Linked DNA regions of Mus musculus: regions 1, 2, 3 and 5 are each linked to region 4. A link is a contact called in public ChIA-PET and HiChIP or PLAC-seq data. All regions are on one chromosome and are shown on one strand. The core of a region is the stretch at or near the end of the contact, and the rest is flanking DNA. Distances in the headings are between cores, read along the strand shown. Region 1 holds the start of Cpm (carboxypeptidase M). Region 2 holds the start of Cpsf6 (cleavage and polyadenylation specific factor 6). Region 3 has its middle 36 kb from the start of Gm33624. Region 4 holds the start of Mdm1 (transformed mouse 3T3 cell double minute 1). Region 5 has its middle 4.5 kb from the start of Gm33677.

What was found. ChIA-PET counts read pairs in DNA pulled down with a chosen protein or histone mark. HiChIP or PLAC-seq counts read pairs in DNA pulled down with a chosen protein or histone mark.
Region 1: an RNA polymerase II ChIA-PET map of memory CD8 T cells shows a contact between it and region 4, with 6 read pairs. The contact joins the promoter of Cpm here to the promoter of Mdm1 in region 4. A contact is called at or near these places in 2 of 39 promoter capture datasets (embryonic stem cells and stem cell-derived epiblast-like cells), 1 of 115 datasets of contacts at active chromatin or transcription factors (memory CD8 T cells) and 1 of 9 other capture datasets (pancreatic islet).
Region 2: an H3K27ac HiChIP or PLAC-seq map of thymic regulatory T cells shows a contact between it and region 4, with 5 times the contacts expected there. The contact joins the promoter of Cpsf6 here to the promoter of Mdm1 in region 4. A contact is called at or near these places in 4 of 39 promoter capture datasets (the 3T3-L1 cell line, hippocampal neurons and pre-B cells) and 2 of 115 datasets of contacts at active chromatin or transcription factors (double positive thymocytes and thymic regulatory T cells).
Region 3: a contact with region 4 is called in an H3K4me3 HiChIP or PLAC-seq map of stem cell-derived neural progenitor cells, with 6 times the contacts expected there. The contact joins the enhancer-like site here to the promoter of Mdm1 in region 4. A contact is called at or near these places in 6 of 39 promoter capture datasets (the C10 cell line, the HPC-7 cell line, hippocampal neurons and 3 more) and 3 of 115 datasets of contacts at active chromatin or transcription factors (astrocytes, large pre-B cells and stem cell-derived neural progenitor cells).
Region 5: an H3K4me3 HiChIP or PLAC-seq map of stem cell-derived neural progenitor cells shows a contact between it and region 4, with 5 times the contacts expected there. The contact joins the enhancer-like site here to the promoter of Mdm1 in region 4. A contact is called at or near these places in 9 of 39 promoter capture datasets (the C10 cell line, HPC-7-derived erythroid cells, cranial neural crest and 5 more), 5 of 115 datasets of contacts at active chromatin or transcription factors (embryonic forebrain, embryonic stem cells, forebrain and 2 more) and 2 of 9 other capture datasets (adipose tissue and liver).

What each region holds. Positions count from the first base shown.
Region 1 is chr10:117,627,159-117,630,943 of GRCm38.p6, reverse strand. It overlaps Cpm (carboxypeptidase M), which reads right to left and starts at 1,444. Exons shown (of 9, transcript NM_027468.1): 1 at 1,417-1,444; 2 at 1,061-1,223. The coding sequence starts at 1,220.
Region 2 is chr10:117,374,878-117,378,332 of GRCm38.p6, reverse strand. It overlaps Cpsf6 (cleavage and polyadenylation specific factor 6), which reads left to right and starts at 1,360. Exons shown (of 10, transcript NM_001013391.2): 1 at 1,360-1,494. The coding sequence starts at 1,435.
Region 3 is chr10:118,969,168-118,973,212 of GRCm38.p6, reverse strand. No RefSeq gene overlaps it. Among named protein-coding and RNA genes, the nearest start is that of Gm33624, 36 kb to the left of the region's middle. Within about 2 kb of position 2,617, at least 10 of the 459 cell types and tissues checked have an H3K27ac peak or open chromatin away from gene starts, as enhancers often do. A contact at or near this core is called in stem cell-derived neural progenitor cells, where this site is marked.
Region 4 is chr10:118,140,332-118,144,076 of GRCm38.p6, reverse strand. Mdm1 (transformed mouse 3T3 cell double minute 1) reads right to left here and starts at 2,290. Exons shown (of 14, transcript NM_148922.3): 1 at 2,115-2,290; 2 at 1,113-1,227. The coding sequence starts at 2,132.
Region 5 is chr10:119,053,175-119,056,740 of GRCm38.p6, reverse strand. No RefSeq gene overlaps it. Among named protein-coding and RNA genes, the nearest start is that of Gm33677, 4.5 kb to the right of the region's middle. Within about 2 kb of position 1,335, at least 46 of the 459 cell types and tissues checked have an H3K27ac peak or open chromatin away from gene starts, as enhancers often do. A contact at or near this core is called in adipose tissue and stem cell-derived neural progenitor cells, where this site is marked.

The DNA.
Region 1 (3,785 bases), core at 195-2,694, 510 kb after region 4:
TGTGGTTATGAGACTTCCAGTCGAGTCAAGAGATCAGTGCTAAACTGCAGGTCAGAACTTTTGAACACAACTTCCACAGCTGAGCCAAACTGCATGAACTTCAGGGCTCTTTCATTCCAGGCATTAAGTTTTCTGGTAACCACTTTTGTGAGAATCAGCGTAGTAACAAAAGATTAGGAGATGATGCTAGCTGCTAAATTTATTTGCCCCACCCAAAATGATCAGGTGCAGGTCCTGGCTAAAACTTCACCCTCTATGGCTAGCAGGTTAGGTTAACGATACAATGCGGAACACAAATGAGGTCTTGAGTTTTATCTCCAGGAGCTAGCTAGCTAGATGGATGGATGGATAGAATCGCCATCTAGGTAACTCGACCAAAATTCTTAACTTCTTGGATCCCCATCTACTCTCTCCACTAAGAATATATAGTTTCAAAAGTAAAGCAGACTAAGTGATACATTTGCAAATGCTAAGGAGATCATTCGTTGTGACTTACTACCAAGCAGGTGTATCCTTCAAAAACAGCCTTTAGACATAGACCTACATTTTCTCATAACTTTAAGCTATCGGGTTAATCACATATGTGTAGAACTCGACAAAAGTATGGCACTGTCTAGTTTTAAAATGACCTGAGGAATCCGTAGTTAACAGTCACAATCAGTATGCAAGGAAGCCAACAAAAAGGGAAACTGAGGAAGATGTTTACCCTGAAAAGGAACGAAGATACACCTCTCAGATAATTACTTCCCGATCCCCAACGGCAATAAAACAGAGGACTAAGCGACAATGACTCTCTGTAGAGAAACGACAATATATATATACAGTTCCTCTTACCGCTCTCCTGATGTAACAAAATTGAAAAAACAAAACAAAAATAAAAACAAAAAATCAACCAACAAACAACAACAAACAAAAGCAGGAAACCCCTGACTGGGCAAGGTGTGCTTTACCTGCGTGGAGCGCGTTTGGAGAGCCTCACCAACAGGGGACCAGACGCTGTCGTTCAACTTACTTTTGAACGCGGGTTGAGGGTTAGGGATGTGCGCAGGAAGCCACCTACCTCTCACAGATTTCCCGATGCTGTGCAAGTGCGTGATCGAACTGTAGTTCTGAGCCACGCTCTTTAGGAACGCCTCCATCCCTTCCTGGTGGTGATATCGGAAATCCAGGGCGGCCACCACGGGCAGCAGAAGCCCCAGCCACAGGCGCGCGCGGTCCATGTCCTAGAGATGGAGGAGAAGTGAGCAGCTGGGTCCGCCACGGAGAAGCGCGGGCATCGCCAGCCCCGAGTCCTCTCCGCCCTCGGGGGCACCTGAGCTCTACGCTCCCTCCTCCGAGGAGCCAGGTGAAGGTGTTCCCACCGGAGCCCCGCAGCCCGCCCGAGTCCCCGCAGCAGCACCCTTCCGCAAACCTCACCAGTACCAGGCGCGCGTCTCCGCCCGCCGGCGAGCGCTGGGCGCTCGGGGGAGTTATAGTCCGGACAGAGGGGCGGGCCCCGGGCGACACGCCCACCAACACGCCCGCTCCGCGCCGCTCCCGCCCCGTGGGGCGGGATCTCCGCCCTAGCTCCCAGGACAACGTGCCCTGCAGGGTATTGAGGACAGCGAGCGAGCCTGGTGGGCGGTGGGGCATGACCTGTCGGAGCCCGTGTTGGACGTGGGGCCTGCCCTCCGCCACCGCGGTCCCGGGAACGCTGCGCAGATGGTGCCCACGGTGGGCGGTGGGCGGGCCACCTGGAGTCCAAGCTGGGCCAGGCTTTCAGCCCTGTGCTGCAACTGAGAAAGCCAGGGAGCTTTCAAGAGAGAACATGTGTGTGAGCCTTACGTGTGCCGAGTGTGCGGTACAGGACCATGTCCAACAAAAGTGTCTAGTAGATAGCATTTGACTGAATCAGAGTTGAGTTTGTGACCAACTCGCAGGACAAAAGCAGAGCTGCTGTCGTCGCTGCTCCGTGGTCCTCAGGCCAGTTCCGGTGCTTCTGCCTAAAATTCTGCTTTCTGGGTGGAGGGGGTGACCTGTGTTTGCATTAAAGAGAACACAGATCGTGACTGGTGAGAAGTGGGTTCGTGACAAGGGGCCATCATGTTCTAAAGGGCACCACACGCACAGTCTCTCTGTCCCATGGATTTACATACACTGTTAAAGAAACACCGGCTCCTGCAAGGGTCTGGGGCAAACAAACTCGGAAAACTACCGATTTGTTATAACACATCTTGAACAGATTCTTTTTAAATAGTGACGGCAGGGACCATCCCAAATTGAGGGGATGGAATTTTCTTCCCAGTGTACAGAAGGAGAGGGTTTTTCTTAAAAGGGTCCTTGAGGGTAGGAGAGATCACTGAGAGGATTAAGATTCTTGGGCTGCGAATCTGGCTCCCGGAATTGCAGTCTCAGAAGCCATCTAAAGGTAGAAGGAGAGACCGACTCCACTGAGTTGTTCTCTGACGGCAACAGGCACAACGTGATCCTTGCTGCACCGCGCCCCCCCCCCCGCCCGCCCCTTACATACGACTAATAAAAGAATTAATGTTTTAAAGCAGAGGTTCTCAGCCTGTGGGTGGAGACCCCCTGAGGACATAGGGACTTTCACAGGGATTTCCTGAATAACAGATATTTACTTTGCGTTTCATAAGAGTAACAAAATTACAATGAAGTCACAACGAAATGGTTTTATGGTTAGGCGGGGGGTCAGCACAAAATAGGGAAATGTATTAAAGGGTTGCAGCATTAGGAAGGTTGAGAGCCACTGTTTTAGAGGTTTAAGTGGGGAGGGACACAGTGGAGAACCTGGGGTGAAGGACTGCCTGCCCTCTCTTACAAATACAGATGGTGTAAGGTTATGAGGTCTGAGGGATCTTCAAGGTCTCCTGTGATTTCAGGCAGTAAGTCCTTCCTCTGACCCCAGGACTATGTGAATTCACTGTGCTAGGCGTACTAAGAACTATGTAAAATGGCAGTCAATCTAACGCCTTGAATAAGGTTGGTAGGCACATCGTTAGAGCCATGACGTGTTTATTAAATACACCCAGCTTAATGAATACGTCTTTAAGGAGAATTTTCTGACGATTGGGAAACCTTAACACAGCGCTTACATTTTCGGACATAGCTGTTGCTGTGCTAAATGTACTGCCACCATGGGCTTGGGAGAGCTTCTCCTTTCACTGATCATGGGTTGAAAGAGCTGAAAGGAAAGGAGAGGGGTGTGGCTTGGGGGGCAGCCACGGAGTTTATGCAGTTATTATGTGGGACAGGAAGGAGATGAGCGAAATGAAGAATTGTCTCACTAGAGATCACAGACTGCTGCAGAAGTAAACGGAAGGGGTGTCACTTCCTGGAGCACAGCAGCACATCTTAACCTGTTGGCCATGAACAACCCTTTCGCAGGGGTCTCCTATCAGATTACATTTCACAATGGTAGCAAAATTACAGTTAGGAGGTAGCAACGAAATAGTTTTATGGGTGGGAGTCACCACAATGTGAGGAACTGTATCAAGGGGTCACAGCATTGAGAAGGTTGAGGGCCACTAGTGTAGTGAGTGGCTCTGTGGCTGGAGACTGGGAGATGGTGGCTTTGTCAGTGCTGAGATGGATTGCCCACTGTATTCGGTATTCCGAGAAAACGAAGGGGTGAGAAAAAGTTGCACTTGCTGCCCTGGAGGTTGACATGTGGCAAGAAGGACTGAGTAGGGAATCAGAGGGCTGGGGTCCTGAAGGTTTAGCACTAGTGACCTTAAGTGTGATCTAAGGACAGTGATGTCACCTGGAGCATGCAAAAATTCTGGTTC
Region 2 (3,455 bases), core at 111-2,610, 760 kb after region 4:
GACTGATGTCCTTTTTTGCGCGCTCCCAGGACACTGCACACATGTGTAGTACACAGACTGTATGCAGGCAAAACACCCCGATGTATAAAAAAGGAATTTAAAGAAATGTTTATTCAGATTAAGAGATTAGTCTCTGTGACTGCAACCAAGATTTTACAGACATCTCAAGCATAGATGTTTCTTTAGGTTTTTGATGATTTCAGACCAGTCTGCATCTGGTATTTTTGTTATTATTATTATTTTGGTTATTGTTTTGCTTTTTTGTTAATTTGTTTGGCAGGGTGGGGCTGGAAGTGAGAGCAGTCAGAGGTGCTGAGTAGATCAGAGGACTACTTAAGAGGATTTGGTTCGGTTCTCTCTACGCTCCTTGAGAGCGCTGTGGGAACTGAATTTATATCAAGCACACAGGCAGCTGAGTGACCTGGTGAGTTTTTGAACGGGAAGGAAAGAAATAGGTGGAGCCGTTGGAAATGGAGAGAGATCTCTGAATCATATATCGGCGTCAAAAGGTGTGCACTTTTACGAGCCATGTAACCCCAGTTAAATAACTTATGCTCTACGAGTCCTTAGTTCTCTCATCTGTAAAACGGGATGTTTGGACCTCAAGCCACCGTTTTAATTTCCCTTCTAGCTCAGCATTCTGAATCCAGGAGTTCGTTGATTTAGGATACATCTGCTCTGTTGTACGTGCTCTAAAAATGAGGATAGAATCCTTTGAACGATGGCTGGAGAAAACCTACAACAGAGATAAAAAGGTAAAAGCAAGGGCAATGGGGGAGGAAGGGGGAAGAGGAGGATGTGAAGGAAGGAGCGGAAAAGATGCTTACAACTGCATAAAGATAAGAGATGCAAATATGCTATATGCAAATAACTCAAAAAATTCAGTTGTCTGAAGAAGCAAGAATAAGACATTGGCCAGGACATCATATCTCGCTTTTAATTGCGTACACATAACTCTCATCTCTCGAAACCTTGGAAGCAAAAAAAAAAAAAAAAAGTAGGAAAAAAATGAAAACGCAAATATATAAATATCTATCTCTCTCTATATAGATGTATATATATCTATATCTCTCACTAGATAGATCTCTCATCTATAGATATGTAGATAGATAAATAGTGCCAGAAGCAGTTTGAAAAGACAGTCTCTGAAAACAAGCGGGTTCCATGGCATGCGGTATGGCGGGGTAGCACAGGAAATCACGCCCCTGCCCCAGCCGCGGCTTAATCCTGCACACAAAGGAACGAGTTAGCGCCTCGGAACCGCCGCGGACCTTCGGCGGGGTCCCCCGTCACCAGCAGCGGGCCGCTGCGCCCTGGTCTCCGCCCCTCGGAAGTGACGTAGGGCGCCCCGCCCCCACCGCCAGATCCGCTGCTGCTGCCTCGGCGGGCCGACCTGCAGGAGGCGGCGGCGGCGGCGGCCGAGGCCGAGGGAAGATGGCGGACGGTGTGGACCACATAGACATTTACGCGGATGTGGGTGAAGAGTTCAACCAGGTACGTGAGGGTCCGGGCTCCGCCGCCGCCGCCGCCGCAGACTGTGCCGCGGCCCGGACGCCCGGCTGACCAGGGCCGCCGCGGGCCGCGAGCCGGCTTCGCTGCAGACCGTGCGCCCTTGGCGCCTCCGGGCCGCGCCGCCGTGCGCGACGGCCCCTCAGCCCTTGTTCTCGCGCGTCGTTTTGCGGGCCGCGGGGCTCTGGAGCGCGGGGCCCGGTCGCCCTGCAGCCGCCCGCCCGGTTCCTCCGGACGGTCTCCCGCTCCATTGTTGGCTCGGTGGCGGGCGCTTCCCGCCGAGCTAGGCCGCGTGTGCGGGGCGGGGAGAACGGGCCGCCGCGCCCCCTCCCCCGCGGCCGGCCAGAGGGGAAGCCCTGGCCCGGCCGCGCGCTCGCCCGCCGCCTCCATCCCGGCCCTGCCGCCTCGGGTTCCGATTCCTCCTCCCGCCGCTCCATTTTGTGTCTCTGTCCGCGCACGGTCGCCTCATGGAAGGCCGCGTTCACAGCCCTTTGTATCCCGCGCGCCCGCTCTCCCTGGGCTCCCGCTCGCCTTTGCGACGGGTTTCGGCGTGGCGCCCGGTTCCTTGCTCGCCGGTCCCCTTAAGGGAAGGCTGCTTAGGTTTGGTTCCATCCGCAACAAGTCATCTGACTTTTGGAGCCACCGATCGCATTTAAAAGTCGGTGCGTCGGCCCGCCTTGGTCATCGAGGGTTTGCAGTGCCTCCGAGGCCCAGTCCTTGGCCTTTGTGAAGCGAAATATCGGAGAGGATAAATGGCTTGCGCCAAAGACTTGGGAGCGCGGTGGCTGGACAGAACAAAAAAGATGGTGGTATCCTAGCTTAACAGACCGGAGAGACTGAAAGGGAGACCGGCCACTCGGAATCGGAATCCTGGGTAGCGTGCCTGACAAGTCGTTGTGAACGTGACTGTAGTTTGAAAGCGAAGTGTTTGCCCTGTGGGCTCGACTTCACGGTTTGAAAGGCTGGAGAAAGTGAGACGTGTAAGGTTTTCCGGTCTCACCCGCCTGGGATGCCTAGAACCAGCGTCTCATGATGAATAAATATCCTTGGAAGGGTCTGCTTGCCAGGGTTTGGATCGTCTAGCCTCTTACTGCCCTCTAAATATTTTTTTTTTTTTAGTGCATTTCCTATATTCACGGTTTTCAAATTTACACCCCACCATATTAAAAAATTCTAAGGTACGGATGAGAACCTGAATAAAATGCCATTGGTTTGTATGGCGTTTTCCCTCCATTGTTTATGACTAGGGATATAAGACTTGAACGAAACAGTGAAAACTCTTAAATCCTTACTGCTTCGTTTTTCAAGAATGACTGTGCTTTTGGCTTAAATGTTAGAAAAGAAAAGCAAATTGTCGTAGGATTTTAATTACTGCTGACAGAGTTTCTCTGTGTAGCCCTGGCTGTTCTGGAACTCATTCTGTAGTCGAGGCTGGCCTCGAACTCAGAGAGATCCGCCTGCCTCTGCCTCTGCCTCTGCCTTCCGAGTGCCTGGAGAGGTTAAACTTTTTTGACCTCAACGAGGAACTACTTTGTAGGCCTCTTTTTTATAACTGTAGCTTTTCGTTGACTTGGTACTTTTAGCATTGTATCTAATACGTGGTTGTGTACTTTTACAAGTAAAATCTTTGTAGGTTTAAGTAGATTAATTGGGAGATTTAAGTAACTTTTCCCAAAATACCTTGTTTGCAGCTCTGGATACTGAATGAACCCAGGGCTTTGCACATCTGGCTAAGCATTCGACCCTGAGCTATAGCCTCGCTCCGGAGGCATTACTTGTTACTGTTTTCTTCGTATAATTGACTTTTATGATTTGCTTGCTCTGAATTTTGAACAAGAAAAGTAGCCACAGAAAGGTTGCCAGTTATCTTAAGATTTGTTATATTTTCTGTGTTACTGTCATTGATTACCCTATCATTCTGAGATTCTACCAGAATTAAAAGCAAC
Region 3 (4,045 bases), core at 1,368-3,867, 830 kb before region 4:
GGGTTTCTCTGTGTAGCCCTGGCTGTCCTGGAACTCACTCTGTAGACCAGGCTGGCCTCAAACTCAGAAATCCACCTGCCTCTGCCTCCCACATGCTGGGATTAAAGGCATGCGCCACCACTGCCCGGCATCTTAGGTACTTGTTGTTGTTGTTGTTAAATATAAGGAAGAATTTGGTGGAGAATTCTTATTTTCTGTTTTCCAGCTTGTCATTAATGACCAAAACTATATGAGTGGGATTCTTCTGATTGCCCAGTCTCTCCCACCGTTTCTCTGAGAGGGAGGAAAGGAGCTATGACCAGAAGGCAGCTGGGTTGCCTTCACTCCTGCCTGTTAGTGTCTCCTCAGGTTCATCTGTTTTCCTGGCCCCAGGGCAGCTATCCCTTGGGGCCAGTCTTGGGCAACCAAACTGCTGGAAACTGGATTGGAAATCTTCATCCAGTTTCAGCCAAGTCTTTGGAAGGCCCTTAAGGACCAATTCTGAACTTCCTCTTGTTAATTTTTATTAACACGTAAATGGACACTGTGATTGTAAATGTTTGTGAGGTACAGAGCGCCATTTTGAAACACGTCCACTGTGTGAGCAGATCAGGGGAACTGAGCATCTATCAACTCACACCTACTTCTTTCTGTTGGAAAGATTACAAAAAAAAAAATCTTAGGCTGTTTGAAGCATCTCATTTGAAATGAGCTTTGTGGCTCCTTTGCAAAAACACTGCACCTGTGCATTGAACTAAAGCAAACAGGGAAGGCTAAACACCAAGGAAAGAATCCTGTGTATCAGGCGAAGCAGATGAAGCCTCCGCCTCCAGATTTAGTAAATTTCGCCGGTGTCGTGCATGTTTCCCTTTGAGGGCTGAAAAGTTAGTTTTTATGTGGCCTATCAAACTTTAATGTACAAACTAAATCTTTCAGAAGTCTTGTTAAAGGGTAGGTTTAGAGGCTGGGGATTGTGGCACACACCTTAACCTCAGCGCTTGAGTGGCAGAAGCAGGTGGATTTCTGAGTTCAAGGCCAGCCTGGGTCTATACAGTGAGTTCCAGGACAGCCAGGGCTAAGCAGAGAAACCCTGTCTTGAGAAACCAAACCAAACCAAACCAAACCAAACCACACCACCACCACCAACTTAAGAGTCATGTTTGGATTCTGTAATTCTGTATTTCTTCCAAGTTCCAGGTTAGGCTGAGCTGCTGACTAGAGTCAGAGGTAACTGGCAATCGGTTAGCACACCCCACTGTGAGTTCTTGTCATGTTTTGAGCAACATCCAGAATGAAAGAGGTGCACAAAGAACACCAGACATTTTGGACTCACAGGGCTGGTCTCTAGGGTTCGTGTTCACGTTAACATTCCACAACCTCTAATCAACTCTCGGTGTGCAATATATTACACCGCTTCACACCCAGCTTCCAATTCAGGAGCCGTGCAGAATCTTCTCCCACCCATGGGTGCTGATTTCATGAATGACAAGTAAGTTGGGCTCTTATTACACGGCACACATATCACCAGCTTTGCTGGACATGGAGAAGCAACTCAACTAATTAATTCCCAATCCCAAAGCTGAGCAAGTGGCTCAGAGGGCAGGCACACCTCCATAACCAGGTTCCCTGGAGACGGCTAGGGGGTACGTGACTTCCACTTAAAACTAGGATCTTCCCGCCTGCATCAGCACTGGGATTGGAGACAGGTGGATGAAAATAGAGACTACTGATCACTTCGTAGGAAGCATTTTCCCTACGGGATAAAAAAGTGGTATATTAGAAACGAGACTGGCTACATAGAGGAACAGAAATACAGCCATCTGGCTGCTCTTTAAATGTAGGCTTATAAAAGGAAAGGTATATTGGGTTTATTTGAATAATATGATTGAGATGTAGAGAAATCCAGGGAAGAGCTAATAGTAAAAAATGTCTGGACACCAGAAGACCTTAGATTTAGCACAGAGATCAGGGTGTAAATGAAGCAGAAAAGAGAAGCTGGCTAAAAACAGCCCCTGATACCACAGCCCTCGGGAGGGAAAGGAAGATGAGCCGCAATTGCTACAGTAGGTCCAGGCAGCTCCAAGGAGAGGAAAGGAAGTTTGAGCATGGACGAGCTTAGGGCAGACTCCTGGCCCTCATGGAAGGGGAGAGACACAGGCTAGAGGAGGGTTCCAGGCTTCTGTGCTTGGACCTGACATGGACAGGATATGGGAGACCACATGCACAGAGGCACCGGTGATGGGTAGCAGCCTCTGCCAGGACGCTTGGGGGCCCGATGCCCACAGGGTGACAGCAATTGGGGATGTGGATCTGCCCATAGATCTTCAAGTGCATTCGAGAACTTGGCAAGTGTGGGGCTGGGACTGTCCCACTTTGGGATTTTTTTTTTTTTTTTTGCCTCTTGAAGATTCTAAATCCGGTCACAGAGGAAGTCCGCAAAGGCAAGCGTCACACAGGGCGTTGTTTCCAGAAGAACCATGAGAAGAGGTGAATTTCCTTAATAAGAAAGACCTGAGATACAATGGGGAGAAAAACCTAGCGACAGATGCAAATGAGCAATTTACAGAGGAGGGCCTAGAAAAGCCTTTTAAGCAAACAAAAATACCCGACTGCTCTCAAGGCTCGACAATTATGCAAGTTAGAACAAAAGTCCCTTTTAGCTTAAATTGGCAAGCATTACACCAATGTAAAAATGCATCCTGCTGAAAACAACGGGCTTCCATGTGTTTCTGTCAGAGTAGAAATGGAAAAGCGGCCAGAGAACACCTTTTCACTACCAAGAACATTAAAAGCTCATATATATGTATAAGTATACATGAATAAATTATAAATATATAAATTATAAATATAACTAAATTACATATGTGAGGCATATACATAATATATATGTAAATGCCTTTGACTCAAATGGTAGGAAATGTCCCTGCGAACAAATATATGTATGTACAAAGATGCAGTGTGGGGTGTGTGTGTGTGTGTGTGCCCTTGAGCATTGTTTGTAATCTGAAAGCAATTACAGTATCCAACAACTGGAAACTGGTTCAGTTGATTATGGTACTTTCATATATATGGTTTATTACTGTGCATAACACTTGTGCTGGCAAGTCACACCTACAAGATAAATAGCCAATCAGAACACAGGATAGAACAGTGTCAAGAAGTGTAGGTTTTTGCCAGGTTGTGCTGAGGTGAATTCATTTGCATCCATGCCTTGGATATCTTTTAGGCTCTGCTTCAATAAGGCTATCACCTGATCGCACTCTCTAACTCTATCCATGAATGTCATGGGCATTTTATCTGTAGGTTTCCTAAACACCACGTTAGAGTGCAGGACACTGCTTCCTCTCAGAGCACAACTGTGTATCTTTTGGTACCTCCCTGTTTTAATTAGGGTAGATTAGATAGGAGACGATCCTGGAGACAGAAGCCTCAAGATCAAGGTCTAGGTCAGTAGTGAGTCCTCTCCCCTAGACTTTCAGAAATCTGCCTTCTCTGTGTATCATTACATGGCAAAGAAGAAGTGGTGGAAAGAGAGAGGGCCTCCTTCCTCTTGTCTTAAAAAGATGCTCACTCTGCCAAGGGGCCCTCACTCTTGTGAACTCATCAAAAGCTAACTACCGTGAAGTCCTCACCTCCAGACATTGTCACTCAGAGTGTGTTAGGCACTCAATGTGAAAATGTGGGATAGACACTCACACAGCTGCTAGCAGTGCCCAAGGGGCGTCCTTGATCACCAGGAGTTCAGCACTCATATGCCCACAGCCTGAAAGCAAGAGGTACTTGGAAGCTACCCCCAAAAGATGAGAGGAGCTAACACAGGCATGCTTCTGTTTCAGCCCAAGATAGACAGTTCAAAGACATGTTTTATGAGACTGTGGGTATGAATGAGAATTTTCCTATAAGCGCATATATTTGAATACTTGGTCTCTAGTTGGTGGAACTTTTGGGAAGGAGCAGAAGGCGTGGTCTTGGAGGAGGTGTGTCACTAAGGGCAGGATTTGAGGTTTCAAAACTCCAGTCATTCCTAGTTGACTTTCTGCCTTGAGGTTGTATCGTAAGATATGTG
Region 4 (3,745 bases), core at 1,041-3,540:
ATCCATAGAACACTAAGTACTGACCTATGTACACAAAATCCTTACCAAGCAAGGCCTCCTTCAACCCTGGATAGTGGAGCTTCCTACAGCCCACTTTGCAAGTTTGATTTGCTCAAAATTATAATTATTGTATATCTAAATTCAGATGTATTCATTAATTTAAAATCTGGTTTGAGGGCTGATAATATGATCAGTTGCCTTGTAAGCACAAAACCCTGAATTTAACCCCATAGGACCCATGCAAAAAGGCTAAGTGTGGCCGCATGCTCTTATAATCGAGCACTGGAGAGGCAGAGACAGGTGGACCCCGGGGGTTCTCTGGCCAGGAGGCCTAGTCTAACTGGTGAGCTCCAGGGCAGTGAGAGACCTTGTATTAAAATGAAGTGGGCGGCCTTCCTGAGGAGCAACACCCAGGATGGTTCTCTGGCCTCTGCATGCATACATGATATACACAGGTATACTTGCATTAATAAAAAATAAAAATAAGTTAAAGTAGGGTGTCTCAAAGCCTTGCGCCTCCACTGACAAACAAGGAGACAGAGGCCTACTCTCCAATATCCTAGCTGGTGAGAGAGAAACAGTAGATAGAACAGTCAGTCCACTCTTTCAATGTGCAGTAGGAAACCTTGGCCCGAGGGCTCAAATTCTCTGAGGTCAGGAGACGAAGCCTATGTAAGAGGAAGAACATGATTTCTGAACTCATGGCACTGACCAAAACCAGCAAGTTCCAGCCATGCCTCTGTTACCTACCCTTCCATTCTTCAAGTCTTTGAAAGTCCTCACCCTCAGGCTTGCTCCTCTCCGCTCAAACATTTCCAGAAAAGCCTCTTTCAGAACAACCAATCTCAGGCGTTTCCCCTTCAGTTTTACTATTCAACTTTTTTTGATATCATGCTATTTTATATACAACTCGATTTGATGAGTTTCTTTGTGTTTTTTGTTTGTTTGTTTGTTTTTGTTTGTTTGTACATAAGGGACTCTGGGATCGCAGTATAGCATCAATAAATATTTGCCAATTATACATGAGGCCAACACAGGTAGATTTTAATTGTTTTGTAAACAGAACCCAAGGTTTATTCAAGTTATGATAGCTATTGGTTTGCTCAACTTACCCAACTGATCCGATCTAAGTCCTGCCCATGAGTACTTTTGTCCCACTGAGGGATTATAAGACTCTGACAAATAGGACTTTTTCCACAGGAAGTTTCTCTGGTATTCACTCAGCCCCTATAATGAAAAGTGCAATTTGAGCACAGTGTAGTGAAGAGGTGTTTTAGCATCAGAAAGAAAAACAAAAACAAAAAAACCTCAACCTCTGAAGAGTGTTCTTGAAAGGCCCAAGAATGAGAATTAAACCCCAGTCAAGCTCCTTAATAATAGCTAATATTTACCCAGCCCTGGGCTAAGTAGCCCCTTAATCCTCACAACCACCCGAGCCAGACAAGCCGGAGTCCCTCAATGAGGCTGCGCTATAACTGGTTCTCTGATTCCAAAGTGTGGTAACAAACCTAAGTCCTCACTAGAGGTTTATCCTAAATTCATCGAGTGCATAATGTTATGGCTTTTAATAAAAGGCAATTAGAGAAAGACGTGTTCCCCTCCCACTCTGTCTGGCAAGCACTTTAGAATTAAAGAGTCCGGGATTACAGAAACACTGTGGCCACCTGTTGCGTGGAAAGGCGTTAGACACAGACAGCTATCTGGAACTGTGAGCAAAACCTAAAGCAAACGTGCAACTAGCAGGCTGCACACCTACCCACGCTCTCCTTTTACTGGGGCCCGCTTCCCAAGCGTTTAAAAGACCCGCGCGCTTTAAAGTTTTGCAGGAAAGGAGCTGAATGCTATCGGCAAGAGGAACCACAGGTGTCCTACACCGACAGCAGCCTTTCGTCCCACTGTCAAGGGCCCTCCTTCCGCCTCCGCTCCTGGCGACCCCAGACTGACGCCGTCAGGCCCCCATCGAACTCTCCCCACCCGCCCCTCCGCGCTGGGCCACCGGCCGGAGCATCCTCCGCCCCGCACAGGCTCCGGCCAGGAGGCTCGGTACGGCACAGGCGCGTCACGCACCCACCCCGCGGCGTCCCCGCCACCCGCCGCCCAGCCCCCGGCCTCACCTTGAAGCGCACCGGCATGTCGCCCTGCGCTGCGGAGCCTGCCCCGCCGACAGTTAACGGGAGCAAAAGCCCCGAGGGGGCGGGACGACGCGACAACACTGGTTCCCTAGCAAGATCCTGGACCCGGCGTCCCCGACGACGCGCCGGCGCACTCCGCGCCGCCCTCCCGCCCCGCCTCTCGGCCTTGCTCCGCCCATTTTGAGGCCTAAAGACCAATGGCAGCCCTCACCGTCATTACGATTAGACCAACCAGCACTCGTAAGGGCACGGCCCCGCTCCCTAATGGCGGGCGAAGAGCTGGCCAATGAGGATACCGGAGCTGCGGTGGGCGGAGCCCGCGGGAGCTTTGTTCAGGAGGCTGCAGGCAGAGTCCCCGCAGTGCGCGCACCGCAGCCTGTCTGTGTAGTGTGGCCGGGCTCGGCAAGAGCCTACCTCACTGGTTCCAGCTCCCTGACATCACAGAACGTGAAAGTGTGCCTGGCATTCCAGAATGCACGACAGAACCCACAGTCTCTTTGTCCATAAAGGAAATTGCCCCTAGAGTACCCGGCTGAAAAGAAGTTGCTAAGGAGAGAAGCGTTACACGAGCCTTGGGTCAAAAAGGATAGGTCCAAAAATACATACGACCTAGGATGATTCAAGTAAAGTTTATTAAGACCGCAAAGCCAACTCATCCTTTTTAAAAATAAAATTCCCTCTGTACACCAGGCTGGCCTGGAACTCAAAGATATCTACCTGGCTCTGTCTCCATAGTGCTGGGATTAAAGGCATGCACCACCAGTCCCAACATTGGGCAGGCAGAGCCAGGGAGATCTCTGCCTGGTCTACAGAGTGAGTTCCAGTATCGGGCTACACAGAAAAACTCGGTCTTGAAAGAATAAATAAAAATAAAATTCCATTTGACTTTTATAGGTTATTGCCCATCGTGAAACACTGCTAATTCTGAAAGTCCAGAAAAAAAATTACCCAGACATGCTAAATACATTATTTAGTCGATCATAATATACTATGTCCTGGGCTCGCTTTCCAAGTGAGAGGCATGAATGGGAAGTTTGAAGCAGAGTGGTCCCTGAGGGTAGAGATGATTAGAAGAGGCTCAGGGGTAATTTTCAGACTTGGCCTTGAAAATTACAACTGCAAGAAGAGGAAGATAAGATGATCAAGGCAGACATATGTCTGGAGAGAAGGTTGCCGGGGTTCTTCTAGGAATAATGAATTTACCTTTGTCCTGTGTTGGGATGTTCCCATCAACCCTTCCCAGTCCCTTCAAGTGCTTCCTGCAGACTCCTCTTCTTGGCTCCTAATTGATGTCTCCGATCTTCTTCATTATCATGGAGATAATTTAAAAATTCATTTGAAGAAGCCACCTGATATCTAAAACAGAGAGAATATTAAATAAGACCCTGTGCTGCCATGCATCCAGGAGACCTTTCGTTAATGTTAATCGGTGAGGACAGAACCCCAGTCCTGTGAATTAAAAATGACACAGGCAAGACACAGTGGAACATGAAATGAAACCCCCTGCAGGAAGCCAGCCAGGACCTTACAGGATAGGACAGAGCCGGTTCTGATTGTACACAAAGCTTTGTCACCACACAGTCTCAGGGGAAGTAGGTAGAAGAACATAGCCT
Region 5 (3,566 bases), core at 86-2,585, 910 kb before region 4:
ACAAACAGAGTTTTTCTGGTCATGGGCAAGGAAGGTCTTGAAAGCACGGGCATGACTTCATCAAGCAAGGTCTGAGCATAGACATTGATCACGAGGATTGCCCTGGGGAGGGGCTCCCTGGGGGAGCACCTGCATGGCAAGCCCGAGGACCTGACTTTAGATCCCCAGAACTCCGCGGCAGCCAGATGTGGCAGTGTGCACCTGCAATCCCAACACTTGTAGGGTGAATTAGGAAGTGAAGCAGGCCCAGGCGCCCAGGGACCAGTTAACCTTGGGTATGCCATGACAGACAAGAGACCACGTCTCAAACAAAGTGGAAGGTGAGGGCTGATACCCAAAGTTGTCCTCAGAACTCCACTGTATACCATAGTAGATGAGTGCTTGAACTTGCACACACAAATATTGTACATACACCACCCCCGCCCCTAACAAATGCACACAAGGTGATTATTAATACAAGAGATAACTTGACAAATATACAACAGGGATTCATTTCAAAATTATTCATAGTAGACAATCATAGTAGTTTAGCTAATCCAGGACATGATTATGCATCCTATCTCTCCACTTTTCAAAATCAGGGATGCTGAGAAATCACACTCTATGGGAAAATATCCAACTTTATACTTAGAAAAAATTTAGATTGCTAAACAATTTAAATCATTTTTTTCTAAGATAAAACTTAAAAGTCTGAAAACAGATTTAAATATTAGTGGTTCTTAGTTTTCCCTAGGAGTGAGATTTTGGTTAAAGTTTTATGTCCCTTACATCTTTCTGCATTGTCTTAGTAACAACAACAACAACAACAATAACAACAGCAACAAACAACAACAATGGCGACGACATTAATTTACGCGTCACTCTGAAAGTAGGAAACGGCGATTTCCGTTTTGAAACAGGAAGCTTATGTCTTATGGACGTAAGCGCTTTTCATCCTCTAACAGACTAGGTGAATCCTTTACCGTAAATGGAGCCTCGGGCTAAGAAGAATCAGATTTATGAGACGGAAGAAAAAGAAGCTTAGTAACTGGCTCTGCAGAAACAATAGATCTTTATAAGAAAGTTAGAGAGAGAAGGAATTAGCCTCATGGAGTTTCACAGCTGCATCAGCTGGTGGCTTGTCAGAGGGGAATCCTGGACGGTGTACGGAGCTTCAGCGGACGGCACTTCTGAGCTTCTTGCGTCTAACAGGGAAACAAATGGACATCCAACTGTGCTTTGGCAAATAGACCTGAGAGCCACCTTCCAGCGATTTCTAAAGAGAATCACAACTCCTTGTTCCTGAATTTGTGCAACAGGATCTGGGCCAACTCCTTCCCTCTTTTTGACTAACCCAAAATGAACTCCTTATGCAAAATCTGGAACCGCGCCAGCTTACCCAGTGCTTGGGGTTGTCAGCCAGCTGTTGGCAGCGCACACTAACTTTTTTTTTCTTCTTTTAAATGGTGCAGAAATCTGTTGCTTTACAGGCACAGGGAAAGCTGAATTGGAGGTCCTAATTTGAAAACACCCTGAGCCTCCTAAAATCAGACTAACCTCGAGACTCTGTCAATTTGCTTAGATCATTCATTGTGTTACATTAACGGTATTGAAACGAGGGGTCAGCTGTATTGTCTTAGGGGGTCATAGGAGAACTTCTGTCCTTGTTTATGGTCTGCTATCTTAGTGATTTTTTTCGTTGCTGTGATGAAAAATACCGTTGACCAAAGGGTCGTGAGGAAGGAAGGGCTTGTCTAACCCCACAGTACGAGGGGGACAGTCAATCATGGCCGCGAAGCTGCCAGGATTGTGTCTGCAGTTAGGGAGCAAAGGGCAAGATGGCTGCTGCTCAGCTGGCTTTCCCTTTTTTATTCAGTCTGATACTCCAGCTAAGAGAATGGTGCCACACACTTTTAGGGTGGGCCTTCCCTTCTCACTTCACCTGGTCTAGAGAATCCCTCACAAGCATGCCTAGAGGCTAGTCTCCACCGCGGTTCTAGAGCCTGTCCAGTTGATGATCATCAAAACCAGTCATAACAGGATGGAAAGGGAATTGTCCAGCAACCCCCCCTGGATAGGGGAGGACTTGATCGCCAATAAAGGGTTTAACCGTTCATTCTTAAATCTCTTCACAGGCAACTGCACCTCAGGATTTCTTGGGGTTCCCCGAGGAAGGAGCAGAGGTCAATTCCCTATAAGGATAAGGTTTGGGTCTCCTGTTAAGGTTAGAATTTGAAAAGCCTGCACAGGCTCTTGTTTTGAAAGCGTGCTCCCAGACAGCAACGCTATTTGGAGAGAGAGTGCAGCTATTAGGAGGTGGGGCTTGGGTGGTAGAGGCAGGTCCCATCAGGGGTGGGAGTGGCCTTTGAAGGTTCCGCCCAGCCAGTGATTCAGGTTCTGCCGTCTTCCTCCTGGATGCCCGTGAACAGAACTTTCTCCATGTTCCCCTTGCCTCAGAGAGAGCCACCCTACCATGCCTTCTGGGCTATGATGGATTGAAATGCCCGGAAACCGAGCCAAAAGAAATTGTTCCTTCCGTAAAGCGGCATCTGTCTGTCAGTCATTCATCTCGTCACGGTACTGAGTGAAAAAGTAACTAATGTCACCCTTATGTCCTCAAAGGGAGTTAAGTCCCAAGCAAGGCCGTTGGCGGTTCCTCAAGAGATCATTCCTAAGTCTCAAGTTTTTATTTGATTGGACAAGGAGAATTTACCACGCATAAATATGCGTTAAATAAGCGTATTAGCCAACTTCAGAAACACAGGTTTTGGGTTTTTTTTTTTTTTTTTGTTTGTTTGTTTGTTTGTTTTTTTTGTTTTTATTGTTGTTGTTTTGAGACAGGATTCCTCTGTGTAGCCCTGGCTGTCCTGGAATTTACTTTGTAGACCAGGCTGACATCAAATTCAGAAATCTGCCTGCCTCTGCCTCCCAAGTGCTGAGATTAAAGGTGTGTATCACCACTACCCGACTTAGAAACACAGTCTTAAACCACTCCTATTCATAGATTTCTGTTTTTTTTTTTTATTTTATTTTAGCACACAGAATAGGGGAAATGCACCTAGCTTTTTGAAGATTTTCAAGTTCCAGTTGAAAAATGTCGCTCTCCTAGTTCTTCAAAATAGAACGTGTCGGAAGGACAGCTATAGTTCAGGCAATAGGATATTCAAGGATGTGTCTCTTGTTTGTTCTCTCTTAAGCATGTGGGGTCGTGAGATAGTACAGCCAAATGGTCAAGGTCAGAAGCACCCCAAATGCTCCCTTGTCCATGCCGTGCCCAGAGATTCCACTGAGTCGTTGTAAAGATCAAACGAGGGAATGGTTGATAGGTACACAGCGCTGCTCTGCCACGGGCTCCCCCGTGGCACCCCTGGATCCCAACTCACTTAGCAAGCATCTTTGCAGAATCCTTGAGTATTTACTAAGGTATGTGTGTTTCTTTTTGTTGTGTCCTTTCATCTCTGTTTTTTTATTGGAGTGCTCATATGTGCACATGTGTGCCCCTCCCCCGTTCATATGTGTGTCGAGGGCAGCAATCCACCAATCCACACACAAAAGTTGTCTTCTATTGTGCTCTCTCTCTCTTTCTC